Linked DNA regions of Gossypium hirsutum: regions 2 and 3 are each linked to region 1. A link is a contact called in public Hi-C data. All regions are on one chromosome and are shown on one strand. The core of a region is the stretch at or near the end of the contact, and the rest is flanking DNA. Distances in the headings are between cores, read along the strand shown. Region 1 holds the start of LOC107901666. Region 2 holds the start of LOC107962909 (protein MEMO1). Region 3 holds the start of LOC121218328.

Region 1 (3,628 bases), core at 667-3,166:
TCGTTAGGGAGATAACGAAATTTAACGGTAGAGTGATCATTTTGAAACAAAATAATAACACAAGTGACTAAAACATAGCATTTTAAATATAAGCGACTGAAATATAAACTAATGCAAACAAAATTAATTATTTTTATAGTTTACCCTTAAATAAATTACTCAACAATTAAAGGAAAACTAAAATCCACCGTAATCTAAAGTGGTCTTACTTCAATAATTTTAGGCAATTTCAAGCAGTGTTTCCAAAATATTTTCAGGGAAATCATTAATCATAAACACAAATTTCTCTTTTTTTTCATGTGATAAACAACCAATATCATTATGGGAAATTACCCCCTTCTTAAGTCAACAAAGCTGGCCTGGCCTTAATTTTCAGATATTTTCACACCCTCAACCATTCTTCATTTAAAGATTCAGTTGCTTTTAACTTTAATAATTTAATCTTTCTATTTATCTAATTTAAAAAAGAGTTAATTCCATTAGACATTACTAAACTATGCCCTCACTTCAAAGCATTCTAACTACATCTTAAACTATTGACTTTCGTAACTAAAATTGTTAAATGACACATTAAATCTTATGTAGTTGAATTTAAAATGAAAATTTTAAAAAAATAGAACATTGTTGTATAACTTTTAAAGGTAAAAACTAAAAAGAAAAGATAAAAGAGAAGAAAGAGTCAACTAAAAGCTTCTATAAAATCTTCAAAAACCTCAAAACTAATATTTTTAAAATATTCATTTTTACAATATTCATTTTAAATTATATCAAACAAGATATGATGTGACATCTAATAGTAAAATTAGCGATATAATGGAAGAACCTAATTTACATAACCTCGATAATGGGATGTTTGATGCAATTATCAAGTTTAAAAATAAACGTCAAATGGATAATACTATTAATTGACCTTTATTAAATTTAAATTTTTTTTAACATTGAAACTTTAAATAAGATATTTGAATATTAAAATATCAAATATTTAAAATTAAAAGAAATTCATCATGTATTGAGAAAGCAACTAAATAATTGAATTCAGAGTAATTGGACCATCAAATTACATTCTTCCGTTCTTAGATAAATGGGTGAGAATAGAAAATTACACGGATAGTTAATCATGATGACTTTTAATTTTTTTTTTAAAATTTACATTAAAATATAATTAACCAAATCCAATATAATTCATGGTAATTATTGAAGAGAAATCCAAATCTTGTAATTACAATATCATACCATCCATTTTAGTTGTTAGTTTTGGTCACGTGATGAACACTTTGGTTGATGGATTAAAAACGTGTTGTAATTAAAGTAGGTTCATCCGTTTTACTTTTAAAAGGTAAAAATGGTCCTCTTTTAAATAAATCAAATTGCATATAATGATTTTGAGTTTTCGCTTATACAACCCTAAATGAGCATGCAAATGTAAAGCAAGTCTAATTTGAGCTTACTCAACCCCTTTTTTAAATATCATTTTAGATTTTCTTAGATTTTATATATATTTTTAAAGGTGGACAAAAAGAAAATTCAGAAATCAAATTGAGAGAAGATGCCAAGATCAAAGGCTGCATCTCATTTTCAAGTATTTTAAGAGTAACAATGGACTAAAAACCGAAATATATTTAGACGTTTGAATAAATAAATATGGTAAGACTTAAACTTAAAAATATAACCTATAATCAATCTAAACTCATACAAATCCAACTTAATTTAATCTTATAAATAATCCGAGGTTTAAAAAATGGGTTGAAATTGGATCTAGAATTATCTTTAAATAATACTTAATAGAAAGAAATTTGGTATGATAACTAAAGGTTTTGTGCCTTGTAGTATTATTTTAACTCATTAATCCGGCTTTGTGATTAAACCATTAAAGTTATTTTTATTTAATGATAAAAAAGTCATTAGATTGTCAGGTAGGAAATGTAAAGTCTCCTTCTTTGTCCATCCCCAATCCCCATATATAGCTTCCATAAAAAGGCCCCCTTCAAATTCGCACACAAACAAAATTAAATAATGTCCCCCCAACGCTACCGCCATTTTCCGCCCTTCCCTTCTTGCTTCCGCCCTTCCGCCGCCGCAGACAACCGCCATATGCCGTCGCCACAATCCGCCGCTAAAACTAGCCTCGCTACAAGTCTCTACGACACAAATATAGGCCTTTTTTCCTTAACCTGGTCCCGCACCTTCCTTGGCCACTCCCTCCACCTCCACCACCACCACCATCACCACCACCTTCCCTCTTCTCCTCTCTCCGTCCTTTCATCCTCTGCCCTCCATTTTCATCTCAATATCAAATCCTTTGCTTTTTGGAAGAAAAAAGGTTGTAAAAACGTCAGCAGCGCCACTGTCCCTAATGTGAAAATTTTCTGGGACCTTTCAAGGGCAAAGTTCGGATCCGGACCTGAACCCGACTCTGGGTTCTTCGTTGCCGTCGTTGTCGACGGTGAAATGACGCTTCTCGTCGGCGATGCTACCAAGGAAGCTTATACTCGAACTAGAGCTCAAAACCCTGGGAGTAGAGGCAGCCAAACTCTTGTTTTGAGAAAAGAGCACGTGTTGGGGAGCAGAGTTTACAACACAAAAGCCAGATTCGGAGGCAAATTAAGGGATATCTCGATCGATTGTAGGGTAAACGAGGATGCAAGGCTGTGCTTGAGCGTGGATAACAAAAGGGTATTGCAAATAAAGCGGCTTAAATGGAAATTTAGAGGGAATGAGAGGATTGAAGTGGATGGGGTATGGATAGGAGTCTCGTGGGATGTCTACAGCTGGTTGTCCGATAAAGATGGCAACAATGGGCGTCCAGCCGTTTTCATCTTCAAGTTCGAGAACCAAGGCACTGAAACCATGGAGGATCCTTTCAAGGAGGGTGTGGTTTTGGGGCAGCAAAGTCCGTGTAGTGATGGGATTGAATGGAAGAAGAAAAGGAGAAGCTTGTTGAGGAGTGCTAGGAGTTCTTCGTCTTCCTCCATTTCGATGTCTTCGGCTTCTTCGGGGTGCAGCTCTTCGGTAATGGAGTGGGAAAGCGTTGAGGAGAGTGAGTTATGTGCTCCCATGGGCTTCTCTTTGCTTGTTTATGCCTGGAGAAACTGAAAAGATTGTGCCTTTTTTTTGTGTGTGTTCATAACATTATTAGTCTCTATTTATCACTAACCCCATTTGTTTTTAGAACTTAGCACAGTAAGTAAATTATAATTGTAGAGATCCATGACTCAACCTTTTACCAATTTAGTAGCTACATTCGATCCCGATTGAATTGAATTCCAAAAGATTTGTGCGTAAGAGACCTCGCATACCTTATCACTCATTACTCCACCCAACAAGATGGTTGTATTTTGCTAGTTTCTTTTTAGTTGTAAATTTGAGCCCTTTGGTTGTAGTCTCAGGAACCATACGCGGAGATTTAATGAGCAGAAGAAAAATTTTGCTTGATTTTGCCTTTTTCGTTGGCATGAAATTGTTCCTTGTTTGATTTTACCAACCGACTTGGTGGAGTGCTCGACTTTTAATCAGGGAGAGAGGTCGAGAAATTAAAAGAATTTGGAGGTCAAGGTTAAAAAAAAATTATGTTAAAGTGGTCTAAAATTGAATGAATAGTTCTTTGGAGTGATCAAATATGCAATTTCTG
Region 2 (3,628 bases), core at 452-2,951, 490 kb before region 1:
ATCCGATGAAGTAGTTACCTTTTTTTGTTCAAATACTATAATTTGAGCAATCAGTTCCACAATTTTGCATGATATTTGAACAAAATTTGGCTCAAAACTGGAAGTAATGATAAAAGAAAAATGAATGAGGATATTTCCTGAGAATTGAAATACATTCTAGCAATTTAAAGAGGAGAAATATAATAAAAAGACGCACATGTTTGTCGGGTCAATGTTTCCAAAAGCATACGCAGCAGCACGACCTGAATATGAATAGCCGGCATGCCTGAATTCCCAAGCCACCGTTTCAAACAAAACCAACACAACATATTAGAATATACATACATACATACATACATACATACATACATACATACATACATACATACATACATAAATATATACATACATATTCTAATGTTAGAACAGGAACACACGATGAGGTGAAGCAACAAACTTACGGAGCAATTACGCCTCTTACATCAGAAGATTTAGGCAAGCCAGCCGCCCTGATCCATCCATCAAGCTCTTCCGATAACTTGTTCGCTGAAAAAAAGAATGTATATATATACACACATATACTAATATGGGAATCGGCAAGGTAACAGTTTAAGAACTAAACAATATTAGCATAGCGAAGAAAAAGGTTCAAACATACTCCACGTCCCTGTACCTTTTGTACATTTGAAATTTAGTCCTACTACTTTCATTGAACTTAGAAAAATGAAAGGAGTTAATAGTTGGACCTAAAATTTGAAATATGAAAAGTAAAAGATAATTAAAAGATTTCGGTTTTTGTTTTTACAAGTTATGGAGAATGAATTACCCAAATCCTTTCAAACACAAGTCGAAATTATTAATCTTTTCAACTTCAGAAGAGCAGTGCAGTAAATAATATCCTAATGTAACACTTAAAATTATTAAAATTTTTCATCTCTTAAAGCTTTATTTAATTTATGTTCCATAAATAACACTACGAAATTACTTAGCTCAGCTCCTATTTTTCCCTTTTAAAAAAAAAATCTCTCGAATTAAACGATATTTTTGCTACGATTTCATCATTCGTAGAAAAAGATGAGCAAAATCCAGAACCGAAATTAGATTATGAAAATCGATAGGGTTTCGAAGGAAGCAAAGAGAAGATAAGTAAAGCGCGCTGTAAAAGGACTTACGGTTATCAGTGTACCAAGATCCTGCATGCGAAGCTCTTCTGATTTTCTCCATTGAGAATCGGACCAAAGCCCTAATTTTTTTAAAAAAGAAATTATTTTTGCCGACGGAATTGGATTTTAGATTCAGATAATATATTAGCAATGAAAAAAGAAAAGAAAAAAATAAATTAAAATAGGACTCTGTTTATAGATTAACTGAATCTATCTGTAGTGGAAGCTTTGCGAAGTGTGATGTGGAAGAGACGTGATTTTAAGAATTTAGTTAAGGGTAAATTCTAGATTTAGTCACTTATGTATATTTTAAATTACGTTTTGATTATCGAACTTTAAAAAATTACGATATAATCACTAAAATAAAAAAGAAAACTACTTCTATAATCAACAAGCGAGAAATCTCCAAAGAGAAAAAACTTAAAAGAGTTATATTGAATGAATCAAAATAATGAAGGGTGTGTTTAATGAATAATGAAAATATCTTTATATAAATTAACGAAGTAATTCCAGTTGAACAAAATAACTAACAAATATACAACTTTCAAACAATTAGAAATATTCAAAATGTTTTAAATTTCGAAATAAATAAAGAAGAAAAACATAAAACTTAATAAATAAAATATTTTATATATATTCAAAATTAAGTCTTAAAATCAAATGCAATATGATTTAAACTCGGATTAAAATGTGAAACTTGTAATTTCTCATAATAATCCTATCCAGAAAATTTACTTTGTAACTTTCAATAAAATAATCATAACTTGAGCCCCCAACTCAAAATCAGGTGATTAAAAGAGCATTTTGAAGCTAAGAGTTAGCTCTATCATCAGTCAGAAGACATCTCGACCCAGAAATGTCTAAATCCCATCCAAAAATGCATTGCAAGTTAACTGATTTTTTAGACTTGAAAATTGGTTAATTTGGTAAACATAATTTAATAAATTTCACCCTATCCGTGCATGTATAAAGAGGATAATGACTCATTGACCAAAATGCAATAAATCAATAACGTTAGTGATCATATCTAGTATTCAAGGTTGGCTTCAAAATTCAAATTGGTGCCTTAGTTTTTTCAATTTGATACTTGGATTTTTTTGTCCCAATTAAGCACCTAAGTTTGAGTTCAATGCATTTGATACTTGAGTTTTTTTTATCTCAATTAAGGGTTTATGTTTTTTTACTAGCGCTCCCGTGTCAAATATTCTTTGGGACTCATAATGTTATTTAACGTGTCATAATGTTCTATTGATGCCGATGCTAAAGCTTTTGTTCTATTAATAGAGCTTGTTCTTCACCATCTATGACGAGTGTCTGTTATTATTTTCTCTCTGAATTGTATGTTTCAATGAATTAATAAATTTACCTTTTAAAAAAAAACCTCAAAAGTTTAAAAAACATTAAATATCAAATTAAAGAACAAATGGTATATTAACCTTTTAAAGTATGTCTAATTATGTTGCCTGTTTCTATATTTACATAATTGAAATTTAGACTTGCGCTAGACGTGAACAAGGACCTTTCTATTTTCGGACTAAGGCAGTAAATAAAAAAAATTAAAATATGTTATAAAATCAATAGACAAATAGTAAAGAACAAAGAAAATATGGGTAGCAATAGAGAATGTATTTTATTTATCAATGAGGATATTTATAAAATTTCTCTAAAATTGTTATTTATAGGCATAAGAAATATAAATGAAGTAGAGATCTACTTCTAATGACTATTTAGAATTTAAAGTATATCAAAATTTATCTTGATCTTGATGGATATCCATTTAATAAGATATTTATAATGCTCCCCATTAGTAGATAATATGCATCATTAAAACATTACTAAGATAAAAAACCCAGTGAGAAAAAACTACTAGTGAAGGAAAAAGAATACACATATATATAATACGCATAATATGTTGCCTCATTAAAAACTTTACCAGAAAATCCGAATGGGACAAAACATCGGTTAAGGGAAAAAGAATACAGCGCGTATTTACTCCCCTCATGAAAACATCACATACTTTCTCATATTCTATATATTCAATCTTGAATACTAGTTTTTCAAATGACTATTTGAATGTATTTGTTAAACATTTATATCACTATTCTTTTGAAAGTCATGAGTGGGGGAAAATTTGGGGAAAATATATTTTGATCTTTTCAGGAGTTTCAATAATAATCATAGCAAATTTTAATCGTGATTCTTCTATAAAAACACAAATAGGTATTTTGAACCATTTTATAAGCCTCATTCAATTACTATTTATCACATATATTCAAATTATTTCAATTCATATAAATGAATAATTGCCCGAGAATTTCAATATGCTTCTAGCATCCTAAATCCTTCAAGGATTTTAATATAAATTTTACTATATAGTGGTTCATAAAAATAGTGGTTCATAAAAGGTTGTAACAATAATCATTAGATGCAAGTTAAATATTTTATGAATTGTCAAAATAATATGTCTAAAAACTTCATATTTTTAT
Region 3 (3,628 bases), core at 412-2,911, 420 kb before region 1:
GTATTGGGCCTAATTAATGGACCAGAAAAGAAAATCCGATTATTGGAATTTACAGGATTTAATTTAATTTGTTCTGAGAAAACAAACAGCTTGGATTTCAACTCACCCTAATTTCAATTTTAATATGAAATTATTCAATTAACTTGGATAAATTTTCAATTAAAATAAGTTGAAAACGGAAATGAAGCAGGAAACATAAAAATTAGATGAAATTGAAAGCAAGCAAAAAATCATTTTGTTCTTTACAATTGGGATATTAGGACCATCTACTGAGTCAACCTAATTTGGGATAAAAACCCAAAATCATCACCGGGGTCTTAATCCGTTGATTACTTCCTACTTACAATGTTTTGCAATAATACATTCAACACATGGCTGAGCTCATTAGTTCCATTCACGAAATGAATATTCTCCAGATATTATATATATATATATTAGAAGGAAGTTCATTAATTTATTCTATGAATGGGACTATACAATTCGAAGAAAAAAAAATATTCATCATAGGCAGTGAAAGACGAGCTCTATCAGCACAATAAATACTTCAGCATCAATAAAACATTATGGTATATTGACAATTGACTTTGTAACAACTTAAGCACAATATATCTAGAGTGATTGCAATTACTTAATGTAATAAGAAAATCAGCCCCGAATAGTCCAAAGCAATAGGTGTATGCTTTTTTGAAAAACATGCAAAATCATCCCTAAAATCACTTACAAAAACAAGACTAAATCCATAAATAAGACTTTATACACAAGCAACACCAAAAAAGAGTTACAAGAGCAGAAAAAAAAAACTTCAAAAAAACGAAAACTTACTAAACAATATAAAACAAATAAAAAAACATATAAAACTTAAAAGACACTATAGGTTATTCTGAAATACTCTAAAAAAAGAAACAGATTAAGAAGTTGATGGCAAAGAAATTGCTGGTGGATAGTGGAGTTTCAGCAACGATAAACACCATCATCTATTCATCACTATTTGTAAAGATGGCAAAAAATACTCGCAAAATATATCTGCAAATTAAAAAGAGAGAAAACTCACCGAATGAATGAAAAAAAAATAAAAAAAATTGTGAGAGGGAGAAAAAGGCGTGCGCTAGACAAAACAAAACAAAAAAAAGAAATAAAAGAAGAAAAAGATCTATATATTAATTTCTAAATTATTCATAAATATCTCTAACCTAAAATGTCTACCTTATTACATTTTCTCCTAATTATATTTCTATAATAGAACATGTAAATGATAAATTTAATATTAAATTAATTATTCAGTTGATGCAAACAAACAAACCATATAATACACAAAACCAATGATTTGCAGCAACAGTTGGATATTCGATTTCCTTCTAGCAAGGTCTCCAGTTCATATATTTTAATTGAAATCTAAGATGATTTTTGAAAGAAAAACATAGTAGGTGAGTGGTTGGTATAAACGTTTCAAAAACTATATTAACTGTCAAACTAGTCATGGATTCAATAATAATAAAATAAACAATAAAAACATTATAAATCGGTTGAATTACTTTTAATCTCATATTTTGTTTTTTTATTGAATAAATTTATTTATTTTTGTATGTAAATGGATTTTTGATCCAAAAAATCCATCCATCACTATAGTCTGATTCCAAAAAGCAAATTAAGGATGTTATGAGAAAGAATACAAATTTATTTAAAGTCATCCCAACAGCAAGAAATTAATTGACATAAGGACAAATTAAAATAAAGATTAGGCTCTGGCCCCTTTTAACGGTCAAGTAGCAGCTGGATCCGCATTGGCTTAAAAGCAAGTGAGCTGTAAATTGGACGGCAAATGCCGGTTTTTGTGGCTTTGGATGTTTCTTTTTATAATCCCTGCATTCCTCTTTGCTCTCAAAAATCATCCTCCCATGGCCGCCGCACCACAAGAAAAACCAACCCACGCCAAAGAAACCTGGCCATTAAGAAACGACGGAAACGAAGACTACTCCCAAGATTTCGAAGACCCGGATTCGTCCTTCGGCTGCGGTTGTTTCCGGGGACTTTTCCGGTGGCGGTTCCGGCTCCAAGGGCAGGGGTACTTGCTGCAACAAGAAGAGGCAAAAGAAAGCTGGTTGAAGAGGAAAGCCAAGGAACTGAAAGAGGTATCGGAGGTATTGGCAGGGCCCAAGTGGAAGAATTTCATACGAAGGTTCAGCGTTTATGGAGCCAACAAAAAAAGGAGGTCGACGATGAAGATGCAGTATGATATTCAGAGCTATGAACTCAATTTCGATGAAGGGATCCATAGAGAAGCTGATGCTGCTTTCCTTGATTTCTCTGCTAGATTTGCAGCTCCATGTGGGATCAACAAAGGGTAGAGAGAGAGAGGTTGGGGGCTTAAATTTAATATAATTTTTTTGAGGGGGTCAAAAAGAAATTTTACCATTACATTGGTTTATAAGTTTATTTGCCCTGAATTGTTGAGTAAGACCATTCTTTTTGTACATTGTTCATAATCGTCATATGAATGATAAATGTTAATGAAAATCGGTTTGTTTGGGTGTAGTTACTTGTTTGGCATAATTACAATCTTACCTCCTATTCTTTTATCACTTTGGTTTTTAACCCCTTTTTTCTCTTTTAAAATTACTTTATTCCTCGATCTTCAATCGTCAGTTATATTACTTTTTGTTAAAACAAAACTCACTGGACTATTAAAAACTTAAACGGTGTTGACATGGTATCTTGTGTATACCGTATTACAATTTATGTTTACTTTATTGTTGATGTAGATGGTTCTTTTAAAATTTTTATGAAGTTTTATTAAGTATGCGTGAACTGTCATGTAAGTTACTACATGCCTCATTAAAATTTTACGAGTTCAATCAATTTTTTCTTATAAAAGAAGGGATAAAATGCAAAATTACAAATGAACTTTGGTTCAACGTACATTATTATATGTGGACTTCTATTTTGTGTAATTTTACACATGATATTTTGGTTTAATTTAATTTTTACTAACTACTAACACAATTATCGATATAACACCAGTAAAAGTACCATAAAAGCTCTTCTACTAAAAAAATGAGCAAATTAGCTCTTGTACATTAGATAAGTGAGCAAAACTGCCCCTCTATTAAAATTTGGTGTTCATATATAATATATAATAATAAATTTAGCCCTCAATATTTACACATTTATTCAATGTGACCCCTACTCTTTTATTGAAAGTAAATTAGAAAATTTTGAAACTAATAAGGCTAAGAGGTGAACAAAGCCTTAGTAACAAATTAAAAATCAAAATTTTAATTTTAGAAAAACTAAACTATATCAAATTAAAAATGAGATTAAATCTTAAATTTAATCATAATAGAAGGACTAAAAATAAAATTATACTGATTTAATTCTATTCCAATTGCCCATTACAGTTAGGTACGCTATTTGAAAACAGACAAAGGAGATTTTGGGGATCTCCAAAGTCCAAACTTCCATAAAAGGTCAAATTAGAGTGGCAATCCATATTTCAAAAGTCCTTTCGCCTATTCAAGGCACAGCGAAATTTACTCGAAAAATAAGAAGGCTTGAACAAAATATTAGGTTTAGAAAAGGACTGAGCTTAACTCGACCAGGCTTGAATATATTATGTTATAAAAAATACTAT

The links. Hi-C and Micro-C count contacts between places; a contact is called where the count stands out from the background.
Region 2: a Hi-C map of leaf shows a contact between it and region 1, with 1.8 times the contacts expected there. The contact joins the promoter of LOC107962909 here to the promoter of LOC107901666 in region 1. A contact is called at or near these places in 2 of 34 Hi-C or Micro-C datasets (both in leaf).
Region 3: a contact with region 1 is called in a Hi-C map of leaf, with 3 times the contacts expected there. The contact joins the promoter of LOC121218328 here to the promoter of LOC107901666 in region 1. A contact is called at or near these places in 8 of 34 Hi-C or Micro-C datasets (callus and leaf).

Annotation. Positions count from the first base shown.
Region 1 is chrD06:24,398,818-24,402,445 of Gossypium_hirsutum_v2.1, forward strand. LOC107901666 reads left to right here and starts at 1,917. Exons shown (of 1, transcript XM_016827754.2): 1 at 1,917-3,429. The coding sequence starts at 2,014. The coding sequence ends at 3,093.
Region 2 is chrD06:23,911,371-23,914,998 of Gossypium_hirsutum_v2.1, forward strand. LOC107962909 (protein MEMO1) reads right to left here and starts at 1,702. Exons shown (of 8, transcript XM_041095410.1): 1 at 1,152-1,702; 2 at 441-525; 3 at 197-265. The coding sequence starts at 1,203.
Region 3 is chrD06:23,983,727-23,987,354 of Gossypium_hirsutum_v2.1, forward strand. It overlaps LOC121218328, which reads left to right and starts at 1,662. Exons shown (of 1, transcript XM_041095417.1): 1 at 1,662-2,536. The coding sequence starts at 1,842. The coding sequence ends at 2,345. It overlaps LOC107962911 (neurochondrin), which reads right to left and starts at 2. Exons shown (of 19, transcript XM_041095415.1): 1 at 1-2.